Regions from separate parts of the Gossypium hirsutum genome. Here region 1 is linked to region 2. Evidence: chromatin contacts called from public Hi-C data. All regions are on one chromosome and are shown on one strand. The core of a region is the stretch at or near the end of the contact, and the rest is flanking DNA. Distances in the headings are between cores, read along the strand shown.

Evidence for each region. Hi-C and Micro-C count contacts between places; a contact is called where the count stands out from the background.
Region 1: a contact with region 2 is called in a Hi-C map of leaf, with 2.1 times the contacts expected there. The contact joins the promoter of LOC107891333 here to the promoter of LOC107889981 in region 2. A contact is called at or near these places in 3 of 34 Hi-C or Micro-C datasets (leaf and seedling).

The regions. Positions count from the first base shown.
Region 1 is chrA11:83,834,013-83,840,035 of Gossypium_hirsutum_v2.1, forward strand. LOC107891333 (small RNA degrading nuclease 3) reads left to right here and starts at 2,430. Exons shown (of 13, transcript XM_016816090.2): 1 at 2,430-2,700; 2 at 2,829-3,011; 3 at 3,117-3,206; 4 at 3,303-3,371; 5 at 3,462-3,602; 6 at 3,838-3,954; 7 at 4,034-4,103; 8 at 4,247-4,347; 9 at 4,834-4,956; 10 at 5,042-5,149; 11 at 5,611-5,715; 12 at 5,923-6,017; 13 at 6,019-6,023. The coding sequence starts at 2,668.
Region 2 is chrA11:83,613,973-83,619,709 of Gossypium_hirsutum_v2.1, forward strand. LOC107889981 (T-complex protein 1 subunit eta) reads right to left here and starts at 1,278. Exons shown (of 14, transcript XM_016814514.2): 1 at 1,023-1,278; 2 at 638-898; 3 at 287-412; 4 at 1-191. The coding sequence starts at 1,037.

The DNA.
Region 1 (6,023 bases), core at 1,180-3,679, 220 kb after region 2:
AATTTCATACATTTCGTTCCAACATAAATATTTAATATTAAACTACAATTAAACACGTCTATTTACTTATAAACTTACCTCGAACTATACAAAACGGAACAGGGCAGCTAGTCGACAACTTTCGTTTTCCCTCGATCCAATTCTGATTTCTTTGGTTCTTGATCTAAACATATTCAAATTAAGATCATTCAAACATATTTTCATTCAATTTAGTCCAAAAACACATAAATGGGTAAATTACCATTTTACCCCTGATATTTACACTTTTTACAATTTAGTCCCTATTGTACAAAACACAAAATATCCAAAATTTCTAGGTACCCATGTTTGGCCGAATATTCCTAGTGTTCATACAACCCAAATATTTCATTTGTTTCACATTTTAGTCCCTCAAATTATTATTTTTTCAATTTAGTCCTAATTACTTAAAATCATCAAAAACTCCAATACAAAATATTTTAATCTAAAACATACCTTTCATAGTTCATCATCAAACAAAAAAAATCACAAGCTATCAACAATGGCATAACTCAAAATATTCATCAAAATAAAAAATTAAAGCTTGAGTTTTGTAGTACTCGAAGCAACGATTTCAAAAACGTAAAAATTATCAAAAACCAAGCTAGAACGTACCTTGAATCAAGCTTGAAAGAGCTGAACCCTGGTTTCTTTTCTCTTTTCTTTTGTTTTAATGTTTCGGTCATGGAAATAATAATATGAACATTGTTTCTTATTATATGTTTTATTATATACTTATTATTACTTATTTTACTATTATAACCTTAGTTATAAAATTATAAGGTTATAAAAATTATAAAATCATATATAACATACCCATTAACGTCCACTTCACTTAATATTGGGCTAATTGCAACATAAAGGCTTCCATTTAAAAAGCCAAGTGCAATTCAGCCTCTTTTAGAAATAACCACCTAATTTTCATTTTACGCTATTAAGTCCTTTTATTTAATCGGGCACTCAAATGACAAAATTAAATCACGAAAAATTCACAGACATAAATTCACAAAAAATAAACACAGAAAATAATTTTAAAATATTTTTTTCGGTCGGATTCGTGGTCCTGAAACCATTGTTCCGATTAGGGTTTAAATCGGGCTGTTACAACTTGACCGTGCGACCTCAATTTAGTGCGACCTCAATTTAGTTGATGAAGTCATAAACAGAGAGTTACACGGGCTGAGGACATGGGCGTGTCCCAAGCCACACAGGCGTATGAGACCACACGGCCTACCCACACGGGCGTGTGACCCTCCAAAATAGGAAAAAAATTTAGTATTGTATAAGTTCCGAGAGTTCTCAGTTTAGTCCCGAACCACACCCAATATATATTTTGGGCCTCGACGGCCATATAAGGGACGATATGCATGTGAATGAAAAGTTTTAAATTTGGGAAAAATTTTATGGCTTGAAAAGTTTTAAATTTGGGAAAAATTTTATGGCTCGGTTTTGTATGATTGTGTGAGTTTATGTTCAGTAACGCCTTGTACCCTGTTCTGGCGTCGAATACGGGTAAGGGGTGTTATAATTATTATCCGATATTACTAATGAGTAAACCTCTAGCAACAAGATAAAAAACGAAATTTTCCTTCCATGAAATGAAATTCAAATTTGGAGAAACAAATAAAACGAATTTTATATTTCTCTATTGCATATGTATATATAATTTAAATAGAGAAAAAGTAGAATAGAAATATAGAGTTTTGCATCTTTCTATCCCGAAAATTCTATTTTTACTAATAGTTTCTAGTCTTGGATTGAATTCTAATGAATCGAATCTTTTGACAATTTGTAAACATTATTAGTGCTATATGTCTCAAATTCATAGTACCACATATCCCAAACTTAACTATATTACAAAAAGACATTGAAATAATGAATGTAAAAATATTTAAGTATCAAGTTGAAAAAAGTATAAATATTAGATTCGGAAGAAGTTGTTAAATTCAAGGGTCAAATAAGTATTTAAGCCAAAAAAATTTGAGCTAAATGGTAAGTTCAGCCCATATTAAGATGGTCACCCAATTATTTGTAATTTTTTTTTCATTTAATTAAAAAAAGTGAAATGTTACGTAATGATTACCTAACTATTCAATTCTATCATCGGCTAGTTAATGTAAAAATGAAAACACCCAAATATTCAAGATAGTTGGGTGTCCAAAAAAGACAAAATTGAATAGTTGTGTGAGACCATTTTATAACATTTCATAGTTGGGTGATTAAAAAAATTTACTAATAATTAAATGACCATTTTATAATTTTCTAAAGTTGAGCGACAAAAGAGAAAAAAAATTGCTGGGTGACTATTATGAAATTTACCCAAAAAAAATAAAAAAATTAGTCTCAATTAAAAAGGTTAAAAGAAAACAAATAAAGTTAAACTAATCGTTTAGCAGTTTCTAACCCTAAAGAAACAGCTTTTGACTGTCGTTCCAGATTTTGGCGGTGGTGGTCGCAGGATTATTGCTAGGTTGTAGTAGATTGCGCAAAGAGATTGAATTTAGGGACCATATTTGATATTTAACCGTCTAACTTGTTCCTTCTTTATTGTTCAATTTCGTCCATCTCGGTTTGACTGAAGAATCCAGAAACCCTAACCCCAATAGCTGATAGCTTGCGCCTCCTTCAATCTCTCCCCTTGAATTCCTAATGGACAGGAAGCTTGAAACTTCCGAGAAAAAGGTAAGGCACTTTGATATATTTATATGTTAATTTCCAAAGTACTTATTTTTTAAAATAGAATGTTACATGTTCACTAAATTCAGTTTTCATTCCTTTAAAGTCTAATGCTTTATGCTGAAAATGTACAGGTTCTTGTTGAAATCGTGAAGTTAGTTCAAAAGCGAGGACTGGAAGGAACACAAGGAGGATGGAAGGAGTTTTTGAAAACTTATGACAAAAAGTTTGGTGCTTCTTTGAGTGATCCTTCGAAGCGGTCCAATGATGTCTTAGTATCGTTTCTTAAGACATTTACTAAAGATGATGATTTGGAAGTATATTCATGATCGCTCTTTGTTTTCAATAACAGTATCTTGTTTAATAATCTGGGTTCGAGGATGTGACTGTTATGTTTGTTTGTTTCTATCGCTTGTTTGCAGCTTTTCTCTAGAGTTTTGCAAATTCATTTAAATAGGAACAGAGTTGAACAATTTAGCAAACAATCTCGGGACAATGAAACCCCTGAGCAGGTATACTAGCATTTTTCTGAGGCAATACATATCGCAAGTAGCTCCGTAGTACCATTTTGTGATTGGTCTTGTTAACTGGTTCTGGTGGCAGTGTAGAGTCTTGTTCGTTTAACTCTGGAACACCCACAATATCTGGTTGATTATGCATTCCCTGTAGTTGATGAGGTTCGTCGATCCTATCTCTTTTAGATTTTTACTTTCATCTCATTTATGCTTCTATCCATCCTCCTGAATCCTTATTAGTTATATATGCAGGGATGGATTGTTATCAAGCCCCCTAAAAAATCCCGGGCGCTGAAGTCCAATGCGATGATTGCTGTTGATTGTGAAATGGTTCTCTGTGATGATGGAACTGAAGCATTAGTGAGAGTTTGTGCTGTAGATCGTGATTTACAGGTATCAAGTGAATTTTTGTAATAGAGTTAAGAAAAAGGACCTATGACTCTACAGCATCTTAATATTAACTAGTTTCCAAAATACCACCTCATATGAATGCAAAACTTGCTGTGGGTTCTCCTAAATGTTTCTAATTTGGTAATTTTACCCTCACGTTAGTTGAGTTCAAGGGCAATTAATTGTTAATTATCGTTATCTATCTTGTGCTAGGTAAAAAGGAACTCTTTTTTTTCAGGTCAAAATCAATGAACTTATAAAACCGAACAAAGCAGTGGCTGATTATCGGACTGAGATTACTGGAGTAGCTGCAGGGGACTTGGATGGTGTTACTTGTTCAGTAGCTGACATACAGGTATGCAATGGCTCTAATCTTATTGTTTCTTGGATCTCCTTCAATGTTGTTTATCTGAGCAATGGAAAATTTCTCACAGAAATCCCTGAAGAAGCTGTTATCTAATGGAACTATTTTAGTGGGACATGGTTTGCACAATGATTTGCAAGGTACGTTGCATAATGGCTAAAAGTTATAATTTCATTTTATGGTAGAATCAACTGCCTATAAGACTTGGTTACTTTTTCCATATGGTGGTTTGAGCTATCATTTGCTTTCTTAACATTGAATTGTTATTATATTTTGGATACAGTGTTAAAGATATACCATGCAAGAGTGATTGACACATCCTATATCTTCAAATATTTGGATGCACCTATCTATAGAAAACCATCTTTGAATAACTTGTGCAAGGTAAGTATTAGATAGTGTCTTTTATTTATTTATTTATGTATTGTTATGTTTTATGAAAAGAACCTGAAGTACTACCCATCTTGTTTCTGCATGTATTTCACCCATCAGATTGAGTACTACATCGTTTTCCTTATGCATGTATGCTGTTTAGAGTGTTCTATGAATGACTTTTATCCTTTCACATTGCTGATTACTTGACCACAAACTATGTTACCCTCACTCTTTATTTTCCATAAAGTACCTCTATCTGACACCTAATTCGACACTTATTTGGATGAGTATGGAGGTATAATCCTCCAAATATATGTACAAACTTAGAATGAATTGAGTGTACCAGTAGCAACACTCACCAAGCGTCTGGGTAACCAGCACTAGAACTGCTTTGCTCTTTGTGACTACCTTGCATGGTGCTATAGAAGGCAATAGTCTATTGGTAGTTTTAGATGCTTGTTTTAAATTTTAACTGTTCTGTGCATTGTTTTACAGTCCGTACTGGGATATGAAGTTCGAAAGCCTGGTGCTGCTCATAATTGTCTAGATGATGCATGTGCTGCAATGAAACTAGTTCTTGCTAAGCTAGAGCGTGGTGAAATTACCCTGGTTCCAGATGTATGGACATGTTATTACTGGTTATCTTTAATTTCAATTGTTTACTGTTATCAACTATGTATATTTAGTTTTTCTTGAAAATCAGGTATCTCAACATGAAAGGGAGAAGCTACTACTCCACAGAATACCAGTCTATGTTCATAGAGAAGAAATTTCCAACGTCATTCCTGGAGCTGTTGTGATTGAAGTAAAGGTTGATTATACCTTTCCTGTATCTGGTTTTCCCTTTAGAAATCCCTGGCTTAGCTTTTCTTTACCTTGGATTGCTGCATGTCTTATGTTTAAAAGTTGAGACTAGTGGTTTCTTTTGAGATATTCTATATGAAATAATTATTAATCCCAATAATTGAATTGAACATTTACTGGTAAATTAAGTTTATTCTCGAATACTCTGATAAACTGCATTTCTGAGGCACTTGAAAGGTGAACTATATTCTATATCATTAAATCTCTTAGGTATTCTGTTCTAAGGTAAATATATTATCCTTAAAATGCGAATCGTCTTTCTACAAAATACATGTATTACAGATGTTTTAAAGTTCAGAGAATTGGTCAATGAATTGTCTTCGAAAAGCTCTCTTCCTGGAAACTCTTTCTACTTCATCTTCACTTATCGTTGCTGAGTTTCAAATATGGAAATTTGTTTGTCGGCAGCCAACTAAAAAGCTTCAAGGTCGCCATTACTCTGCAATTGCTGTCTTTAATAGTCCTCAAGAAGCAAACCAAGCATATGAAAATATGGAAGGCGATGAAGAAAAGGCAAGTATCTTTTACTACACTCCTCATTTTTCATTCACATGATAGCATTTTCTTCATGCTTTTTCGATAATCATTTCTCATTCCATGACTAAAAATTATGATGTTTTTAATTGCAATGGAGATGTTTGATTCTCAATGCCTTAATAAGATTAACTTGTTTTATGTCTTTCATAAGGTGCTAACTGTAGGTCCTTTTTTTTGTCTCAGGATTCACATGGACTACCTCAGAAACTTGTTAGCTTTCAGTTTGGCGATGGATCAACTGCTAGTTTATACATCCGTAAAATGGCACAGGAAGATTCACACTG
Region 2 (5,737 bases), core at 28-2,527:
ATCATATTCAACCTATCATCATTGCCAATAGCGATAACAGCATCCACAACCATTGATGCAAAGAAATCCTTTTCCCCGCCAATGAGTTTTGAAGAGAGAGTTGTTGCAGCACATTTAGCTAATAAGCTTTTCTTCTCTTCTAGACTTTTGCCCTCTATGCTAACAGCTAGTTCTTTGATCTTCTCAATAGCCTGTCCATTGAATACAACATGCAGCATAAAATAGAAGCATAAAGATCATAGCAACATCTAAACCATGATAGGAGGGGGAAAACACACAAACTCACCAAATAGCAAGCAGTTCGATAGCTCCGAATTAGATTTTGAGGGTGGACTCCATCCTCAACAAAAGGCTTAGCCTCTTTTAAAAACTCTCCTGCTAGTAGTACAACAGTTGTAGTTCCATCACCAACCTGCAAACCTCACACCAAAAAGAAGCTCTCTAAATCATCTAAATGCAATGAATAAATACTGGATCTTGATAACGTCAATTTCATTTACGAGATTAGTTACGTCGAACAGACTAAAAAATTAAAATCTTTGTTCGGTAATGGAAAACGTGGAACTATTAAACCATACTTTAACTGAAATTTGAGAAAAGTTCCGGAACCAGAAATAGAAAGGAGGGAGAAGGTGACCTCGGAGTCCTGAGACTTGGCGATATCGACGAGGATCTTTGCGGCGGGATGGAAAATATCGAGAAGCTTCATGATGGTAGCCCCGTCGTTGGAAATGGTGACGTTCCCCTTGTCGTCGTGAATGAGCTTGTCCATACCCCTGGGACCCAAGGTTGTTCTAACCACGTCAGCGACGGCGGTGCAAGAGTTTATGTTGCTCACTAGCTGCGCCTTGCCCTGGGACGTATCGGTCCCTTCTTTTAAAAGAATGATTTGCGGTTGCTGAGAACAGGGGAAAACAAAAAGAGAAACAGATTAGTAGCAGTTCACAAAAAAAAAAAAGAAGAAGATGCAAGATACTAACAAAAAGCACGTATGAAATGAGGGAGAAGGAGTGTAAAGTTACCAGCATGGCTGCCATTGTTGCTAGGGTTTTGCTTGCTGGTTTTAGGGGAAGAAATGAGCAAAGCGTGAGAGTGAGGGAGAATGTTCTGGTTTTGTTCGCAAGTATTTCTTCGGTATTCTAGGGGTTTATGTTGTAAGTTTGAGAATGGGAGGGCTGAAATGAAATTAATTTCAAATTGGACTCCACATTGGGCCTGGAATTTATGAAATTACTAGAACTACCCTTTCAATTCTTTTGAATGAGTGGATATCTTTCCATTTTGGTTTAGTCCACGACTTGAAATATAAATTATACATTTTTACCTAAATTATATTAGGTTACTCAATTAACTTCAAAAAGTTAACATGCGTGAAAAAAAATTTCGAATCAATTATAACTTCACATGTCATATGCAATTAAAAAGTTCTTAAAATTCTTTCATTTTCCTTTCCTTATTACATTATTTCCTTCTTTTTTCTTTTTCTTTTTTTCTTTTTTTCTTTTTGTCCTTCTTCTCATTTCTTTCTTCTTCCCAAAAATTCCAAATGACTCTCTTTCGGTAAAAGAATACCACAAAATCAAGCCTTATATTTATATCTTAATTTATATTTTTAGACCATTTATTAAAAAAAGATAAACTGATTTTTGTATGTTAGATGAGAGTAAAATAGTTCCTTCCTGTTTTAGGTAAAAAGACTTTTCTAGTCCCTCTCAATTTTAAAATTAATCAAATTAGTCCCTCTCAAAAAATTTTGGAGTAATTTAATCCTTGTCAGTTTCAGAAATGAGCAAGTATGGACAATTAATCACGTCGAAAATGTCTTCCATCAATTGTACATAAATTTGTTTCGTATAATAACAAATTTAGAATTTTGAACTTAATTCTAAAAATACAATAAATTTAGCCTCAACATTCACAGATTTATACAAATGTTGCGGGATAAAATTGTTAAATTAGGACCAAATTGATGAAATGTATAAACGTTGATGGTTAATTTTGTTATTACACCATTTAAAATCATGTACAATTGATGGAAAAAATTAACGTCATGATTAATTATCTTTAATTGCTCACTTTCTAAATTGACAGAGATTAAATTGCTTTGATTTTTTTCGAGAGATTGTGGCGCCCCAAATCCGGTGGGACAATCTAACCTGAATCTAAAACGTCACATTAGTCACTGAGGTGACTCAAAACACATCACAATATTTACACGCATAAATAATTTTTTCCTACTTATCTGATCGATAACGGAAGTCATAAACATGCAATTAGGTCATACATAATCATGAATAAACAAACAAACTTAGTTACATGCTTTAACTAACATAAATCATTCAAATTGTAGTGAGGGCAAAATCATTATTTCACATCTAGTATTTGAACACACATATAACAACAATCTTAGAAATACATTTTAGTTCTAGAATCTTTTTAGAAACATTGTTGAAAGAATCAATTAAATCCAATTGACAATTCTCCGTTAATTTTAAAAACAAGTGTTTTAGGGACCAAATTGAAAGAGTGAAAAAATATTGGAAATAACTATATTACAAAATTATCTTTGAATTTATGAAATTATACATCTAAATCTTAGGTATGTATGTTTTCAATACATTTTATAACCTTTTTGGAATCCAATTGCATTACTTGAAACTTAGGACTAAATTGTAATGTAAAAAACAAACCATGAACGAATAGTGTCACGTTGTGACGACGCGATCACTACGTCGCAATGTGATCTTAAGGAGGCCCCTCGTCTCGACGATGCAACTTAGGGCATCTTGATGCCAATCCCTTGTCGCAATAACATTCGAATGTCGTCGCGACGTCGCCTACAATTTCTGTAGAAATAGCCCAGTAACCTGTAATTTCTAACTTTGGTCACTCCCAAACATACCATTTCGTGCATTTTGGCCTATTTCTCATTTCTAAAAAGTCATATTTCTTACAAACACCATTTAGAACATGCTTAAACATACCATAATGCACAATAGCATAATTTAGCATTTCAAATCCTCAACTCATGCTAGCATACAAGCTTTAACTTGCAATCCTTCACACTACCTACCAAATCAGCATATCATGATTTTCTAAGGCTCCTACATGTTTGAATTAATTCATTTGGTCATTTTAGACATGCCAAAATTTCCAAAATTAGCCTTTTTAACACTTTTTAACCATATTCCATGCCTTTTTAACACTTGAACTTTGATTAAACATAACATGCATCATCAATAATATTCTCAAGCACCCTAAAATCACAAATCAATGTTCAGAATCTTTATTAACAGTCTAAAAGTCTAGCCCCACATAACAACCCACATTGCATTTATTCAAATAGTTCAAAATCATTATAACATACTAAAATACTAAGACATTATCGATGAAAAATTAAATTGAGGGAAGTTAACTTGAATGTGAGTTGAAGATTTTGCTTGAGGACAAACAAACGCCTGTGGGGATATTTGATAAGTGCTAAAAGTATTATGTTTTAATCTAATTCTCAATGCGTTTTAGGTGATTTTTTTTATGTTAATGTTGAATTTTATGCTTCTAATCCTTTAAATTCATGTTTTTATACTTAAGAGAGCATTTGGGAGCAAAAGGAGTAAAAATGAGCAAAAATCGAAAAATCAGAGTGAGTTATAAGAACCACATGGGCTGACCCCTTTTACACAGCCGTATGAGCCATACGGGCTACCACACGGTCATGTTGTTTATACGGTATTGCTCACCAAACTTTGCAAAAATATGATTTTTAGGTTTTTTAGGCATTAATATGACAAAAATAAAAAGATATAAGTGAGTCATCATAGAATATTTAAGAAAATAACTTGAAAAACACAATTGAAGCTTATTCTGAAGTAGATTTCCATCAAGATTGAAGATTCCCATTTGATTTCTTAAGAGATTATCATGAGTTTCTTTGTTTCTTTCAGTTATACTGTCTCTTGGATGTTTTTATTTGCAAGCATGAATTAATTTTCTAAATACCTAGGGAGATGAACCCTATGATGAATTTTGTCGTTTGATTTATATTTTAAGTAATAAATTCTTAGATCTTGTTCTTAATTATATGTGATTAATTCTTGGTTTGATATTTCTAGATTATTTATCCATGTTTGATGTGCATAAATTAAAGGAGGAATATACCCTATTTAAGAGTAGATCTAGCATAATTGAGTGGAGTTACATGCAATCCTAAAAATAAGACGACATAAATCTACCGGATTAGAGTCAAATATGATAGGGGAATCCATAGATCAAATTAATGTGATGATAGGGGTTTTAATTAGAAAGAAATTTCAATTAATCAACCTAGAATCAGTTGTTCTTACTCTCGAATGAGATATTAGCATAATTTAGGGATTTCTACGGATCAATATACTAAGTAAAGAAATTGTGTAATTTAGATTGATAATGACAGGTGAAATCTAAGTGAATTCTTTCACGGGTATTGTTTTTCTTCTTTGTTATTAATAAGTTATTTTCTTGTTTTGTTTTTTATCGTGTTCGTTAGTTAATTAATTTAGTTAATTTTAGTTTTAATTAATCATTCGAATTTACCGGTTAAATAATAGAAAGACAATAATTACTAGTACTTTTAGTTTTCGTGGGAACGATATCTTTGCTCACCGTAGCTATACTATTAATTGATAGGTGCATTTGCTTTAGTCAGATTTTTAGTTGGTTCACGACGCATCAGATAGCGTGTCAACTTTTAATTATTTTTATTTTTATTATTTTGTTATTTTTATTTATTTAATTTTTTGGAATACCTTATTAACTATTTGATTTAATTATGGATGCAGTTGATGATGAATTTGATGATGATAGCAGTTGGGACGAAGAACGCGAGATGTCTACATAATACGATAATAAAGAATACGAAGAGCGAGTATATGATCCATGGGGAATTATATAGAACCAAAGATTGTTCATGATAGAGCTTCTCCAATGAAGAAACGAAGCAATGACCCCATTGGAAAAGGTCGTGCATTATATTCTCAACTCCTATTGTGAAGACCATTATATTGTTGTCAACCACCTTGAACCAAATTGTAAAAGTCAGTAAGAGTTGGATGCAATCATGGATAAGGTACCTAGGAAAATACTTGAGCGACATTTAGGGATGTTTGGATATTCATTTGAACGTCATTGTGGCTCATATGAGATGTATTCACAATACAATGATGATGGGTACATTAACGAAACATCAAGTTGGGTGAACAGAGCCTTAACAAACCAATAAAGTTATGATGGAGAATACGATATGCTTAGATATTCAGCCCAACAAGAATTGGAGTGAATAATGGATGGTAAGGTATATTGGTATTTATATGAGCAACATAGGAGTAATCAAGGAAGTAAGTTGTCTTTCTCGCAATGTAAACGTTCTTATAGTGCCACTTATCATCAGTTTGAACTTAAACAATTAATGAGCTAGTATTTGCTTGTCACAATTTTGCTATGTATGCAAAATATAAAAGATAGAGACACAAAAGATATGACAGTGAAATGTGAAATTAACTTTATTTATTTATTCATTGTTCAAATACATGGAAAAATAATTACATGCTTACTACAATACAGGCACATTTCCCAACAATCTTTCATTTACTCTAGTGAAGTAAATGTGTCATGTTTTGCATTCTCATATCCTCGACATATTTGTTAAAACTCCTAGTTACAAGAGTATTAGATAATGGATCCTTAAGGTTATCTTTAGAAG